Linked DNA regions of Mus musculus: region 1 is linked to region 2. The links are chromatin contacts, called in public promoter capture Hi-C maps. All regions are on one chromosome and are shown on one strand. Each heading gives the region's core, a stretch centred on a gene start, on an enhancer-like site or on the middle of the called end of the contact. The rest is flanking DNA. Distances are from core to core; before and after follow the strand shown.

What was found. Capture Hi-C pulls out chosen DNA fragments and counts their contacts.
Region 1: a promoter capture Hi-C map of pancreatic islet shows a contact between it and region 2. The contact joins two enhancer-like sites. A contact is called at or near these places in 3 of 115 datasets of contacts at active chromatin or transcription factors (embryonic stem cells and pancreatic cancer cells) and 2 of 9 other capture datasets (liver and pancreatic islet).

Annotation. Positions count from the first base shown.
Region 1 is chr6:55,120,456-55,123,563 of GRCm38.p6, reverse strand. All of the region lies in intron 2 of Crhr2 (corticotropin releasing hormone receptor 2), which reads left to right. Among named protein-coding and RNA genes, the nearest start is that of Crhr2, 11 kb to the left of the region's middle. Within about 2 kb of position 1,618, at least 2 of the 459 cell types and tissues checked have an H3K27ac peak or open chromatin away from gene starts, as enhancers often do. A contact at or near this core is called in pancreatic islet, where this site is marked.
Region 2 is chr6:54,945,361-54,948,135 of GRCm38.p6, reverse strand. Nod1 (nucleotide-binding oligomerization domain containing 1) reads left to right here. Exons shown (of 12, transcript NM_172729.3): 3 at 13-187. Among named protein-coding and RNA genes, the nearest start is that of Nod1, 26 kb to the left of the region's middle. Within about 2 kb of position 1,420, at least 31 of the 459 cell types and tissues checked have an H3K27ac peak or open chromatin away from gene starts, as enhancers often do. A contact at or near this core is called in pancreatic islet, where this site is marked.

The DNA.
Region 1 (3,108 bases), core at 369-2,868, 180 kb before region 2:
AATTTGGTCTCTTCACTGGAGTCCTTGCATAGTATCCTTCTCTATTACAACTGTGGGCTCTTGATCAATGACAAGAATTTGGCCAGAAAGCCTCTTCTTGCTCACTGTCCCTGCCTGGGTACCTGAAAAAAAAAATCAACTAGACTGGTGTGTTCAGGAGCCTAGAGAGGGGATGACCCTTCTGCTTTCAAACTCAGCCAAAAGGCAAGACTAGCAGAAGGTGTAAAAACATCTCTGGTTGCCGTGGCTACAGGCATCACCCCAGTATGGTCCTGTGAAACAGCAGCCAGGCTCTGGGCTCTGACCCTCTGAGGTTTCCAGAAGCTGACTCACACAGTGAGGGGAAGTGCTGCGGAAGGCGGAGTTGATAGCTCTAGGGAGACATTTCGAGGGCCCCACCCTCCCTCCCCAGACTTCCAAAGGGCTGGTTCACAGAAACAGCATGGAAAGAGGACTTGGGAGAGGGAGGGTGTCCTATGGCTCAGAACCTGTCAGGGCTCAAGGGAACAGGAGTGCTGGCCAGCCCTGGACATCCAAACACAACCTGAGGCAGACATAAAGAGGTTAAATCCCACCCCCTGCACCTCTGCTGTGGGGCTGTGCAGAATGAGACCAATCTTGTCCCAGCTCCTCCATGCAGCAGCTGTGGGGCTTTAGGCAAGACACCTGTCTCTAGGAGTTTCCTAGACTACTGTGACAAAGCACTGGACTGGGGTGACTTGATGGATTCAAACTCATCTCCTCCCTATTCTGGAGTCTGGAAGGGCATGGCCAAGGGTTGGCTTGGGTTGGCTACTCCAAGGCCTCTCTCTGGACTTTCCTGTCCTCGGGTCTTCCCTCTGAGAGAACCTGTCCCACCTTCTTAGAAGGCCACTCATCTTAAGAACTGGGCCTGCTGGCCAAATTGCATCCATATTTGAATCACCTCTGTAAAGAACCCAGACCCAGTGAAGACCACAGTCTTAGTTATTGGGACTTTGGATTACAATGTGAGAATTTGGAGGGATAGCACTCAGCCTACATCTCTGTTTCTTCATCCATTAGAATTAGGGTTTAAGTCTATCTAATAGGCACACTTTGGCAGAGGGGACAGACAGCATGGGCCATGCCTAGCAGACAGGAGTGCCATCCCTTCCTGCACTTTGTCATCAGAGGAAACACTGCTGTTCAAAGACACCCTGGCCTCTCCCTGCCCTCTGCTTGAAAAGGTGGGACAGATGCCCCACCCCCAACCTGAGATGGGGGAGAAGGCCATCCTCTTAGACACCACCCTCCCTGCCCCATTTTTAAGGCTTCTTTCCGTCTGCTGACAAAACCCACTGGCACTATTTATACAAAATTTGGTTGAAAAACCCTTTTGACTCATCAGATAAGAGTTCGTCTCAGTTTGGCGGGAGCCTCGTGCCCCTTAGGAGTTCACAGTCCACAGAGTCTCACCTTGCTTATTTATTTGTTTTTGTTGTTGTTGTTTTGAGGTCTTTTTCATTTTGTTTTGTTTTCACCAGAAGCGAGCTGTGATTGTGGCCACAGCTTTCTAACCTGTGCTTCTCTCTAATAACTGCGAGTGACTGCTTCCTTGTGTCATTAAATATTCATCCAGCGCATCGCTGGTGACGCTGCCTAGCAGCCACTGTGAGGACACATCATCCCTCATTAGCCACGGCCCTGGGGTGGACACGGGCACTGTTAGGATGCCTGCTGGGCTGCGGAACCTGCTTCTGTAGTCCCCGAGTGGGAGCGGTCTCTTCTCTCGTGTCCACTAGTTAGGAGAATGTGGAATGACTAAGGGAAGCACAACCACGCTCACCATCGCTCAGAGAATCTTACGTGCGGAAAACTGAAAAGAAAAAAAAAAGAGCGAGGGAGTGAGTGATAAATGCAGCATTCAAGATGGTGCTTCCTCTGGGAAGGCATGTGTGGATAAATATGGGCATGACTGCTAATATCTGTTCCAGATTGGGTGGCCAGCTCATTATGGTCACTGCTATACAAACGCTTCCATTAAAGAAAAGACTATAAAAGTTAGACTGTGTATGTGGGCTGATGATGACAAGGGACTGTAAATCAAAGACTATGACCAATTGTGCTGTATGCCCCTGTGGTCCAAAATAAATGAAAAAATCCACATAGTCAGGAGAGCAATTATAACTTCCAGCAAGCCCTTAATGGAATATTTCTATTTTATTCATCACACATGCAATTACATATATTTGGAAAATGCCTGGAAATTATTGGGAGGCATATTATTTATTCTATTCAGAGACAATATAAGGGTCCAAAGGCATCCAAGGAATCTTTTAAGTAACTTTCCAACTCAAGATGCATGGATACTCATACACAAAGACACTCGTGTGTGTACACACACAGAGGAATACTACTATTAGTTAGAGGGGCAGGGAGTCTGGCCAGGGAGACAGAACCCTGGGTATTTCTCAACCCTATGGCTAAGGAACTTGCTTGGTTTTTGTTTTCTGTTTTCCCCTGTGTAATGGACAACCATCTCTGGAACACTCTGACGGGTGTTGGAGACTCTGGGGGAAGTTAGTGAACAGGCTTGCCCACCCATGGAGCCTCATGTAAATAGAGTTGGCTAAGTCCAGGTTGGTAGAACTTTGTTGAGAACTAGAGCACTCCCTATAAATAGGGAAGCATCTTGAGCAGTAGGGGCAGAAGAGGTAAGACCACAGCTGCATGCTTACGGGAAGGGAAAAGAGGCTGCAGGGCATTCTAAATGGTGGGCAGAGCATGGCAGAAGCACAGAGCACCCAGCCAGCAACAGGTGAAAATGGGGCGAGCTCACCAAGTGTCTTCTTTACAGTGCCAAAGACACTGGCCCCACCCTGAAGGCTATGCAGAGCTAATCCTGAAAGATGACATGACCACAATTGTAAAGTCTTCTCATCTTCCCTGTGAAGGAAGTGGGATGCCAGCTGCAGTGCTGCAGAGATGAATACAGCTGGCAGGCTGGGACAGGGAACTGACTCTCCCTCCTCTGCATATCTGTACAGTGCATGTGTGGGGTGGGATTATCATGACAGGCGTTTCCTGGTCCCACAGTGTGGATCCGTTGTTGAGCATCGGGACACCATATCACCTCCTCTGTTCTTA
Region 2 (2,775 bases), core at 171-2,670:
TGTTGTCTGTAGGTCCGAAAGATCCTTGACCTGGTGCAGAGCAAAGGCGAGGAGGTGTCTGAGTTCTTCCTCTACGTGCTGCAGCAGCTGGAGGATGCTTACGTGGACCTCAGGCTGTGGCTCTCAGAAATTGGCTTCTCCCCTTCCCAGCTCATTCGGACCAAAACTATCGTCAATACTGACCCAGGTAGGAGTCATCGCGGCGGGACTACAAGCTGGAGTACAGGGCCAGGCACTGGAAATGCTGTGGGCATAAACGTGTAGCCAACCAGCAAGGGCAGGCACCCTGGTGGCTTTAGGCTCTACCTCACCCAGCAACACCCCAGTGTTCCTTCCATTTTGGAAAGAAGAGATGGTCCCTGACATCAGAGCACAGACTAGGTGCTTGCAACTGAACCAAACATGTGGAGCGACTCTGTCTGTTCCCTTTTTCTTGCTTTGGTTTTAGGGATGGAACACTTGGCCTTAGGCATGCTGGGCCAGTGCCTTACCATTGGTTTACATCCCCAGCCCTCTTCTTGTAGCTTGTTCTGGGCCCCCACAAATTATGGAAACAGCCTTTGTTCTGAGTGCTTGCTCACTGCCTCTTCTGACTCGGAGATAGCAGTTTTGACACTGTGGGCTTTGTTTGTTTGTTTTTTCAGTGTGTTCTGGGAAGGCTAAGATGCCACTCAGTGGTAATGTATTTGCCTAGCATGCATAGCTCTGAGCTCAACCTTCAAGACACAAATAATAATAATAAAAAGAAATATACCTTTCCAGAAACAAAACTGCCAGGTTTGATTCTAGGTAAAGTTCTTTGGTCACTCAGGAGCCAGTCCATGTTTTCAAAGTGCTATAGATTTCATTCATTGACCACTTAGCTCCATAGTTTTTAGTGATGCACCCAACACATGCTGAAGCACTGTGCTGGATACTGAGGGTGCAGTGATGCCCAGGCATAAAATGAGCTGTCTTCCAGGAGTTCAGAGTCTATGGCAAGGTGACCAGGGCAGCAGCAGCAGCGAAAGGTACAACTGATGGGGGCAGAGTCTGCTCTGGGACAGGATGATCTGTTCTAACTTTGTGACACCTATTGACATCTACCAGGAACAAGGGCCCCCCCCACCGGACCCCCCACTCCAATTTTAGACCCCAGTTTGACCTGGGGTTCTAGTCACTTTACAACTCCATGACAAAATGTCTAGAAAAGCAACCTCAAGAAGAAAAGCTCTGTTTTAGTGTCTCAGTCCACGGTTGCTTGGCTCCTTTGTCATTGGGCCTAAGTGGGGCTGAAGCATTATGGTGGACGAACATGGCAGAGAACTGCTGCTCTCTGACAGCAGTGACAGACAGCAAGGAGCCAGGGACAAGATACAGTGACCTGCCTCTTCCCATTAACCCCACCTCCTAGTTTCTGCCACTTCCCTACAATTTCATAAGATTATGAAACTGTCAGTGGATTCATTTTGGTGAGGTCACAGCCTTAAAGATTCATCACCTACCCAAAGCCCAATGTCTGGCCCTGTTATTGGCCTTCATAGGCCATGTCAGATTCAAGACGTTACACTTGGAAACAAAAATAACCTTCCCAGAGAGTGAATGTTTACAGAGAATAAAGCCAAGCAGCAGTGCCAAGGCTGAGTTTGCTCCTGTAGCCCAAGGTGCCAGGTGTCCTTAGGCAGCCTCTTGCTCACATTATTCTTTTCCAGCCTGCCTGCCTGCCTCATTTCCTGTGTGTGTGTGTGTGTGTGTGTGTGTGTGTGTGTGTGTGTGTGTGTACACATTTATTCCACGCTGAGTGGTTCTCTCAAGGACTTCTCTTTTGGTTCCTTCAGCCATGACTAGCATGTAGAGAGTAATTTATTCTACATAATAGAATCATATTGCAAGATTTCACATCAATGAATGTCCAGAAAAAGCACATTTATAAAGAGGAGAAGCCCACTGGCAGTTGTCAGTGTCTGGAGTTGGGACAGAACAGAGGCTGGCTACAAATCAGCTCCAAACACTTTAGGAAGATGATAGAAATTTCTAGAATGAACTATAGTTGCACTTATTAAACTCTAAATTTACTAAAACTTAAATGAGTATATTATGTGATTAGTAAAATTTCTCCAATATAAATTATTATGAGTTAGACCCAAGTAAGCTATAAATAACGTACAATTAACTTTAAACTTCTTTTTTTAAAAAATGAGGATTTGTGTTTTGGGAGCAGGATCTACCAGTATAAGCCCATGCTGGTCTTGAACTCTTGATCTTCCTGCCTCAGACTCCTAAGTAGAGATTACAAAGGTGGGCCACCATAACCATCCCTCTTTACAAATTTTGAACAGTTGGACTAAATTGATGGGGTGAATCCAGGAGTGTGCATATGAGTATCTGGATTTTTGTTAATTGGATAATTTAAATTCAATAACTATTTTAAAGGACCGTGTAGAACACTCTTTTGTTTGGCATAAGCCCCATTTTTTGGTCATTCAGGTTCGATGGGAGCATAGACATCGTGGAGCATACTGTGGCATCTCTGCCTCTTGGGGCAGGTTGGGGCTCACCCTTGGGGCTTACACAGAGCATCTGTGCCCCAAGGTGCTCACCCTGGGAGCCAGCGGTTGCACTGTGTTAGCTCTGCATGTTTGATGTGATGTTTGAGGCTAGGCACAGCTCCTTTGCAAGTCAGATTAATGCCCAGCCTTGTATTTTTATAACCAAACATTTTGACGTGCAGTTCTGTCGGACCCTTATTCAAGAACAGTATTACAAAGCAAAGAACGGCTGGGGTAACTTCCCCCC